Regions from separate parts of the Mus musculus genome. Here all the other regions are linked to region 1. The links are chromatin contacts, called in public Hi-C maps. All regions are on one chromosome and are shown on one strand. The core of a region is the stretch at or near the end of the contact, and the rest is flanking DNA. Distances in the headings are between cores, read along the strand shown.

What was found. A called contact is a pair of places that touch in the nucleus more often than the background predicts.
Region 2: a contact with region 1 is called in a Hi-C map of myocytes, with 2.8 times the contacts expected there. The contact joins two enhancer-like sites. A contact is called at or near these places in 1 of 15 datasets of contacts at CTCF or cohesin (large pre-B cells) and 1 of 484 Hi-C or Micro-C datasets (myocytes).
Region 3: a contact with region 1 is called in a Hi-C map of bone marrow-derived macrophages, with 3 times the contacts expected there. The contact joins two enhancer-like sites. A contact is called at or near these places in 4 of 484 Hi-C or Micro-C datasets (bone marrow-derived macrophages, group 2 innate lymphoid cells, myocytes and 1 more).

The regions. Positions count from the first base shown.
Region 1 is chr2:48,397,100-48,399,750 of GRCm38.p6, reverse strand. The region is part of intron 1 of Gm13481 (predicted gene 13481); the gene reads left to right. Among named protein-coding and RNA genes, the nearest start is that of Gm25338, 14 kb to the right of the region's middle. Within about 2 kb of position 1,325, at least 29 of the 459 cell types and tissues checked have an H3K27ac peak or open chromatin away from gene starts, as enhancers often do. A contact at or near this core is called in bone marrow-derived macrophages and myocytes, where this site is marked.
Region 2 is chr2:48,081,222-48,083,872 of GRCm38.p6, reverse strand. The region is part of intron 4 of Gm13481 (predicted gene 13481); the gene reads left to right. Among named protein-coding and RNA genes, the nearest start is that of Gm52576, 250 kb to the right of the region's middle. Within about 2 kb of position 1,297, at least 18 of the 459 cell types and tissues checked have an H3K27ac peak or open chromatin away from gene starts, as enhancers often do. A contact at or near this core is called in myocytes, where this site is marked.
Region 3 is chr2:48,692,989-48,695,639 of GRCm38.p6, reverse strand. No RefSeq gene overlaps it. Among named protein-coding and RNA genes, the nearest start is that of Gm31324, 99 kb to the left of the region's middle. Within about 2 kb of position 1,334, at least 28 of the 459 cell types and tissues checked have an H3K27ac peak or open chromatin away from gene starts, as enhancers often do. A contact at or near this core is called in bone marrow-derived macrophages, where this site is marked.

The DNA.
Region 1 (2,651 bases), core at 76-2,575:
AGTGCTTTGCAATATGAACTATAGATTTTCTTTTTGCCAAAGACAAAACTCCTCTAAATTAAAAAAAAAAAATGGGCATATTTTAAGGCCAGAAATTAAAGAAGAATTGTTACAGATTTAAAACCTGGATGTGTAAATAGTAAGCCATTTAAATCCAGGGTGTCAGATAATTACCAGAACAGTCAGGGACATGTTTTTGGTCAGTTTGATGTCAAGCTTTGACCCAGTGGCACCTGAAGAGGAATCAGGCATATTTTCACTTATAAAATTTAGATTTCTCTCCATGTGGCCTTTCTGTCAACGTATCAGAAGCACAGGGCATACTTCAAAGCAAGGGCTGAAGTATGGACTTTGGAGTCATATAGATCTGAACTGGAATCTAATTCTGTTACTTATTAACTAGAGATATGCAACCTTAGATGAGTTTACCTTTCCTAGTAAATGCTGACTTCCCTCATCTATAACCACCTTGCATGGTTGTTATGAGGATTAAAGGTCTGATTTATATATTTATACTAATTCTTACTCTTTTCTCTTCTCTGTATCTGTCTCTTTGGAGTTCACATGATATTGTAGCATGGAGACCCCAAATCTAGTTCCATGATTCTATGGTCAAATCTCCCTTTGACTGCTGCTGACTGCTGGTGGTTTTCTATCTTCCTATCCACATCTCTGAAAGAGTGTAATGCATTAGTAGCTAAACCAAGTTTGTTTATCCCACACACCTCATAGAGAGCTTCCCATGTAATTGCAAATAGTCACGTGAGTTTCCAAACGCTTGTGTATTCTTTGATTGTTTGGAACTTAGAAAAGAAAATGTTCATTTTGATGATGTTATTGATGCATGGAAGTCAGGGCAAACATTCAATGGACCTTTGAAAAATTTAAAGAATTGGCCAAGCTAAACAGGATGGGACTAGAGAGAAAAACAAACCAAGCTGACACAAGAAAGGGAATAATTATGTAGGTAAGAAGGAAGTAGAAACTTGCCTGCATGTGAGTCAGCAGCCCAGTGCTATTATTAAAAGTGCGAACATGATCCTTAGATGTATTAATAGATGCATGACATGCAGAAGCCATGGAGTAATCTGCTTATTTTGACTTGGCATTGCCTGAGTCCTTATTGGAGAGATGTGTGTATTTTTTTTTTAATTCTATTTATTAGAAGTTGCAAAGAATTTGAGGAGGGTTTAACTGCACACAAAAATGGTGAAAGATGTCAAACATTACACTGGAAAGTTTAAATGTGCTGGGGTAATTTACTTTAAAGGAGAACTTGAGAATGTTAAGTAAGCATAGAACATGCTGTGTTTTTTAGGAGATCATGTAAATATATGATATAAGATAACCTCCTTATCTCACAGGACTGGAAATACTCAACCAAGAGGACATAGTGTATCCTTCTTCCTGCAGATAACTGAATGCTGAGTTTTAAGAAGTAGTTTCCATCCTCTCCCTCAAGGTTGCATATTCTTGCACATAAGAGTGTTATAACTCAAAAAAAGCTGAGTGATTCCTTGCCCTAAATCCAAACCTTTTCTTCTTTAATATTGACAGTACTCTCTGGTTTGGGTCCATCACTGGCACTAGGAGTGTGGATGTTCTTTCTAGTGACTTTTTAATTTTTTTGGGTTTTCGAGACAGGGTTTCTCTATATAGCTCTGGCTGTCCTGGAACTCACTTTGTAGACCAGGCTGGCCTTGAACTCAGAAATCTGCCTGCCTCTGCCTCCCGAGTGCTGGGATTAAAGGCGTGCACTACCACTCCCGGCTTTCTAGTGACTTTTTATTGTTTCAGAAATCATTAGTAATCTTCTTTGTCTGTTTTTTTTTTTTTTTTTTTTTTTTTTTTTTTTTTTTTTTGTCCTCTTTGCTTTAGGCTAACATCACTTCTACTTAAGGACTTGGTAATTTCCTCTAAACGGTCCCTGTGATATCCATGTACCACAAGAGATAGCCTGATGCTAAAGTGTCTAATTGGCTACAAGCAGCAACAAAACAGGTTTCTACCTATGGTTGCCTATGCTTTTTCCCTTTTAAAAGTTTACTTTCAATTCTTTGATTCACTTTTATGAAAGCGATAAGCTATTGATCAAGTGAGGGCTCTAGAACTTAAATGGAATCACACTTAAATATGCTTGGCATCTTATGTTGTTCAGGTAAAGGACTAGGACATGCAGTAATTTTAGACTTTATTGTTAAATGTACATAATAAGTTGCAACAGTAGCAGTGACATAATAGAAATAAAATTTAAAGAGAAGGCATGGAAAACAGGGCGTGAAAAGTGTAACCGAGATGATACCAGGTAATCGCAGTGACAGTAACCTAGACAAGGGGATCTGGGCATAGAAGGGGAGTTAGGTGTCAGAGGACGGATCCATGAATGGATGAGAAAGCAGAACAGAGAGAGATGGGTTAGGGAAAGTGTTCTTCATGCAGAATGTTCAAAGGGGAAGAAGTGAATGAGTAAGGCTGTGTGGGATTTGGGTACCTACCAGAAGCTGTTGTAGCTTGGATAAGGTTGCAGCACAACACATGGAGCAACTGCTGATTACATAATGTTTAAGAGCTGAGACCTAGGCAATCCTGGAGTCTCCTGAAGAGTTCCTAAAAGTTCCAGGCCTTATTACCTGTAACAACTGGAAAAACAG
Region 2 (2,651 bases), core at 48-2,547, 320 kb after region 1:
AGCTCACCCCCACAGAGACACACTTCCTCCAATAAGGCCATACCTACTTCAACAAGGCCAAACCTCCTCATAGTGCCATTCCCTGGGGCAAACCACCACAGAATTCAAGAACTTGAGATTTCAGCAATTTCATGCAGTAATCAATATGAAAAACTCATAGCCACAATTTCTAGAAGCCTTCCATTTCCATACAACTAGCCTTCTATGTTTGACCTACTAGGTAATCACAATTCCCCCCTACACACACACACACACACACACACACACACACACACACACACACACATACTTTTCTTACCCCTACACACACACACACACACACACACACACACACACACACTTTTCTTAGTCATATTTGTAAATTGGGAAAGGCAATTGAATTTGACTCCACAGTGTCACACCTTAAAATCATTCTATTTTCCACTCTAGATAAGCTATGATATTACCTATTGTTTCCTCTCCCCGAGTCCCAGTACAATAAGTCATTTCTAAAACGGTGGACCTGTACTGTAAGTCATGTTGATGTGGCCTGAAAGGGAGGAAATTGACTAATTCTTGCTTTGGACAAAATCAATCTTTTCTTCTCTGACTTATCCCTGAAGTAGATAATATTTCTGTATCTATGTTCAGTTATTATTTATAAGACTGTGGCTATTTCTCAGCTAGGGTGCCTTTTGACTAATATTCATTGTGTATTATCAAGGTTAGCTGTATGTAAGTTTTTTTTTTCCATTACTAGATTGCAAACTTAAAACAAGATTGTGATTGCTTTGTATGTTTTCCTAATATCTAGGAGGGCCTCCTGCTGTCATCACTTGAGTACATGGATGGCCTATACAATAAGGGTATTTTCAGGATCTGTTAAAACCATGTTTTTCTGGGTAAAAGAGTTCACATTCCTTCTGGTAGTGCTTGGTAACTGACTCTGGTGTTTTATTCATGATTTGACAAAGCAATCCAGGGCTTACAGGTCTTTAAAGTATTGTTCAGATATTTCTGGGAATCTTGGAAAAATGATTATGAAAGAATCCCAGTGGTTACTGAGGTGTGGCTGAGCAAAGCTTACTGGGGTAGAAGGCTGGGCAACTGGTTAGAAATAGTTGTATAATATGAATGACAACTCATCCATTTGGAAATGCATAAAGAAGGCTATGCTGATAGTATCTATTTTTATCTCTGATCTAGAAAGCTCAGAAACAGCTGTCAAACCCTGCTTGGGACACATTCATATCCTGCCTGTGATATGAATCTTAAGGGGGTGATACCCACACAAGCAGGACATTGTTCCAAACAGCAGAGTAAGCTTGCCATTGCCTTGGGCTTTCATACTTGTTCTGACTGCTGTGTTAGTGACACTGGAGTCATCTTAGAGGGCATTTTTTTCTCTACATAGTTTTCAGGATTCTTTGAATTGCCACCTATGAATATTAAAGTTTTCCCACGGTACCTATCCTGGGAAAATATTATTCAGGGCACATTTGAGTGGGAGGTATGACGTCAATATAAAGTCCCTGACCGCCCAAAGGTCAGACTCCCCTTTGTCTCAAAGACTGGGTTGTGCTGAGCTAGTCCATTGGCCTATTTGGAAATGTGTCAATGGGAGGACTGGACACAGAGCCTACATCTGTTTTAGTCAGAGTCACATAAAGGCAGCTCACAGTTTAAGGCAATGACATTTTAGGAAGGGTTTCAATTCTACATAGTTGTGTTTTCTTTTGGAGTCTTTTTATCCCATGTGAGATGTGGTAGTAAAATGAGGTGATTATTTTTTTTATAGATTGTGTGCAATTACTGGCAAATCATTGTGAGTGGATACAATGACATAGATATTTTAAAAGAGACATTCAAGACCTCCTTGCCTGAATAATCTAGAACAATAAAGCAAAGGAACTGAACTTGATATCAACTATTATTTATTTCTTAATAGCTTTGTGGATAAGTGGAATCCGTTTCAATGTCATAAAAAATTGTATTTGAATCCAAGACTCAATACACACTAGCTGTGGGGTCTTGGCTGAATTAGTTCCTGAAGAGCCTGCATTTGCTAACATATAAAAAAGATGGTAAAATAGCCCTGACATTTTTTTGAGGTGATTAGCTGCACAAAAATAAAACTGACAACAGAAATCATTCTGATGAGCGGCCAGTACATAGGAGTATGTGATACAGTTCCAGTTGAGCATATCAACTTACTTGGCAACTGGTTGCCTTCTTTCTCAATAGCATCCAAGGTTTTATACAACATTTGTTTTGTGGGAACCTTCAGAAAAACAATGAGCTAGGGTTTACTCCCTAGCTAATACTGAACACCAGCATTAGAGAGTGATCTAAAGGGCTAGAAAGATTTATTGGTGTGTCGTGTTTGAACCCATGATGCCTGGTGCCTGTGTCTCATTGGAAAATGTGTATTTGCCCACTCTTCTTGCTTCAAATTTGTTTGAATGCTTTAACAGCTACACTCACAAATGTCTGTCATGCTTAGAACAACACGTAGCTACATGCCCAGTGTGCCACTATAAAGAACTTTCTCTACATTTGAGATTGTCTTAAGTTGCTTTCAGTGTTTATTGTCTTTGGTGTCATGACTCACTCATCAGGTCTGTGAAGTCCTGGCTACTGTATCTTTGTTTCTAAATTGTGAAATGCAATTG
Region 3 (2,651 bases), core at 85-2,584, 300 kb before region 1:
AGGAAGAGGAAATAGAAATATATGAAAATACAGCTGTTAAGAGAACCAAGATGAGAGACCTAGATCCTTTCTTGCTGTGATTGGAGTCATTACCTAATATGATCCTGGGGATGCTAAGAGCTTCTACTACCCTGAGGATATTACAATTGTTTGAAAACAAAACAGGAGAAGAAGGAGGAGGAGACGCAAGCTCAGCAAGCTTACAGATGAGCACCAGAGGGACTGGCTGGACACACTCAAGGACTGTGCTCTGATCTCTGGGGCACAGGAACTGGTCCCAGCCCCAACAGAGCCCTACTGTGTTAGGGCTAGAAGGAGTTAGGAGACTCATTCTGGATTCTATATGTTCAGTGACTTGATTTACTAAACGCAGAGTCTTTTTTCCATATCCTTCTAATTATATGTTAGACATAACAAGGCTCAGGGAGAGTACACCAGGTATTTTCCAGAAAGAGCTTTGAGTATTCCCAGTAACTCAGTAGAATCATGGGAAATAACATGTGCGTATGGCCTCATATAAACATATATATGTATATATATATGTATATGCATATATATTTATATATGAATGGCATAAAATATAATCTGGAAGGATACAGCCTGTGTTTGTTTGGAATAATGAGAGGGGATTTTTCTTTCTTTTGTTTAAAAATTATTTTCTGTACTTATGAATTATGTTTATATCAATTTTGTACTTAAAAATAATAAGTTTTTATCTTGGGGGTCTGAATTTATAATAAAGTCCTTGTGAGAGGAAGTGATCCTGCGTGCCTAGGAATCTAACTTGTGCAGGTGGGAGAAGCTGTCGGAGATGAACCCTCCAGAGCAGATTGAAAGGCCTGTGAGGGAGAAGTGAAAAATGAGGATGTTGTAAAAATCCTGAAGACAGATCAGAAGAGAAGCATCATCTTCTTTGTGGTCACTCACCACTAGTACGTACAAACTTCCTGAGATCAGTCATACCCACACACAGAGGGCTGATGCTACCCAGTATTATCTATAAAAGGACAACAGATGTATAGTCAGAATCTTCAGAGAGTGAAAGAGCTGAAGGATGGAAGGGAAGTAAAACATGGTCTCCCAGGAGAAAGCTTGAGGTGCCTTTAAATAAGTATTGAAGATTTTACTACCTTCTCGGCATCCTTGGAGAAGGAGCTGGTAGCTTTTGTTCTCACTGCTGTCATGAAGACACACTTACTATGAGTAGTGTCTGTGTAGATGGCTATCTTAAGTGCTTTAAAAGGCAGTTAAATAAAGGAGAATTGGTTCCCCCCCCACCAAGCATGTAGATTATTAAAGCAGAAAATTTGAAAACTGACTTGTTAAAGCAGAAGTTATAAAATCTAGCCCTTTGTAATGAAACTTGAATGGTCATGTGATGGCTCAACTAGTTAGCATTCTTAGTGGAATTCACAGGCCTTGACCTAGAAAGAAAGAAGATTCTTCATCTTCGAGATATCCTGTATCATATGTGTCCCTGTTAATTAGACAATGCCTTCAATAGCAGCAACAGAAAACCATAGAATTGCCCACCCATGGTACACTCTTTCCCTTACAAAAAAGACATTATGTTTGTAAGATTAAAAATAAATAATTCACACTCTGAAAGTTACTTTTCTCTACCAAAAAAAATGCCTTTGTGAAAAAAATTTTTTTTTTGTTTGAAGGCAGAGTGTAACAAAAGCAGGGAGAAGGTAGGAAAGGCAGAGAAGCCGATTTAATAGATAATGTATTGCATTTAAAGAGCTTGAATGCTCTTACTTTTCATCACTTAACTTCTCAAAGAACACTTTCAGCTTCCTTATTTGCATGTTTCATTGTTTTCAAGCCTTTACACTGTATGCTTAAAATGCAAATGGAATAATATAAGAATAATGAGAAGTAATACTTGGAAGTGTTCTGGAAAAAAAATGTTGCAAAAGGAGCCTGGTTTCCATCTGATTGAAAAGAGGTGAGATTTTGGAAAGTCAGACTGCTGTAATTTTATCTTAAGCTCTGATGAGAGGCCTCATTACCATCCTTCTTTTCCTTTGTCGTGGTGAAAATTATTGAAGATTTCTCTTCTGTGACTCCTGCCCTGGTTGGGTCATGTCTGTGTGATATGAGTTAGAGTTATCTGGGAAGGGAAATCTCAATTGAGAAGGTACCTCGTTCGATTGGCCTGTGGGCAGGACTGTGGAGGTGATTTCATGATTGATAACTGATGTGGAAGGGCCCAGCCCACTATAAGTGATGCTGTCCATGGGAAGGTGGTCCTGAGATGTGTAAGTGAACAGGCTGAACAAGGCAAGAAGCACTACTCTTCCATGGCCTCTGCTTCAGTTCCTGTCCTCAGGTCCCTGCCTTGGCTTGTTGCCCTCACTTTCCCCTGTAAGGACTACAACTGCACATCGAAATAAGGCCTTCCTTGCCCAAGTTGTTCTGGGTCATGATATTTATCACAGCAATAGAAAGCAAACTTAGATACTACATTGTGCATACTTCCCCGACCCCAACATTAGATGTCTTTCAATCAATTAACTCATTTCAACAGTTTCTAAGAATATCTGGAATTTAGAACAAACAACTCATTGTTAGGGAAAGTAGGGGTTAGTTTAAAGGCCACTGTGTAGAAATGCCAGCCAGTCTCTGACACCTGGGCTCTCCATTGG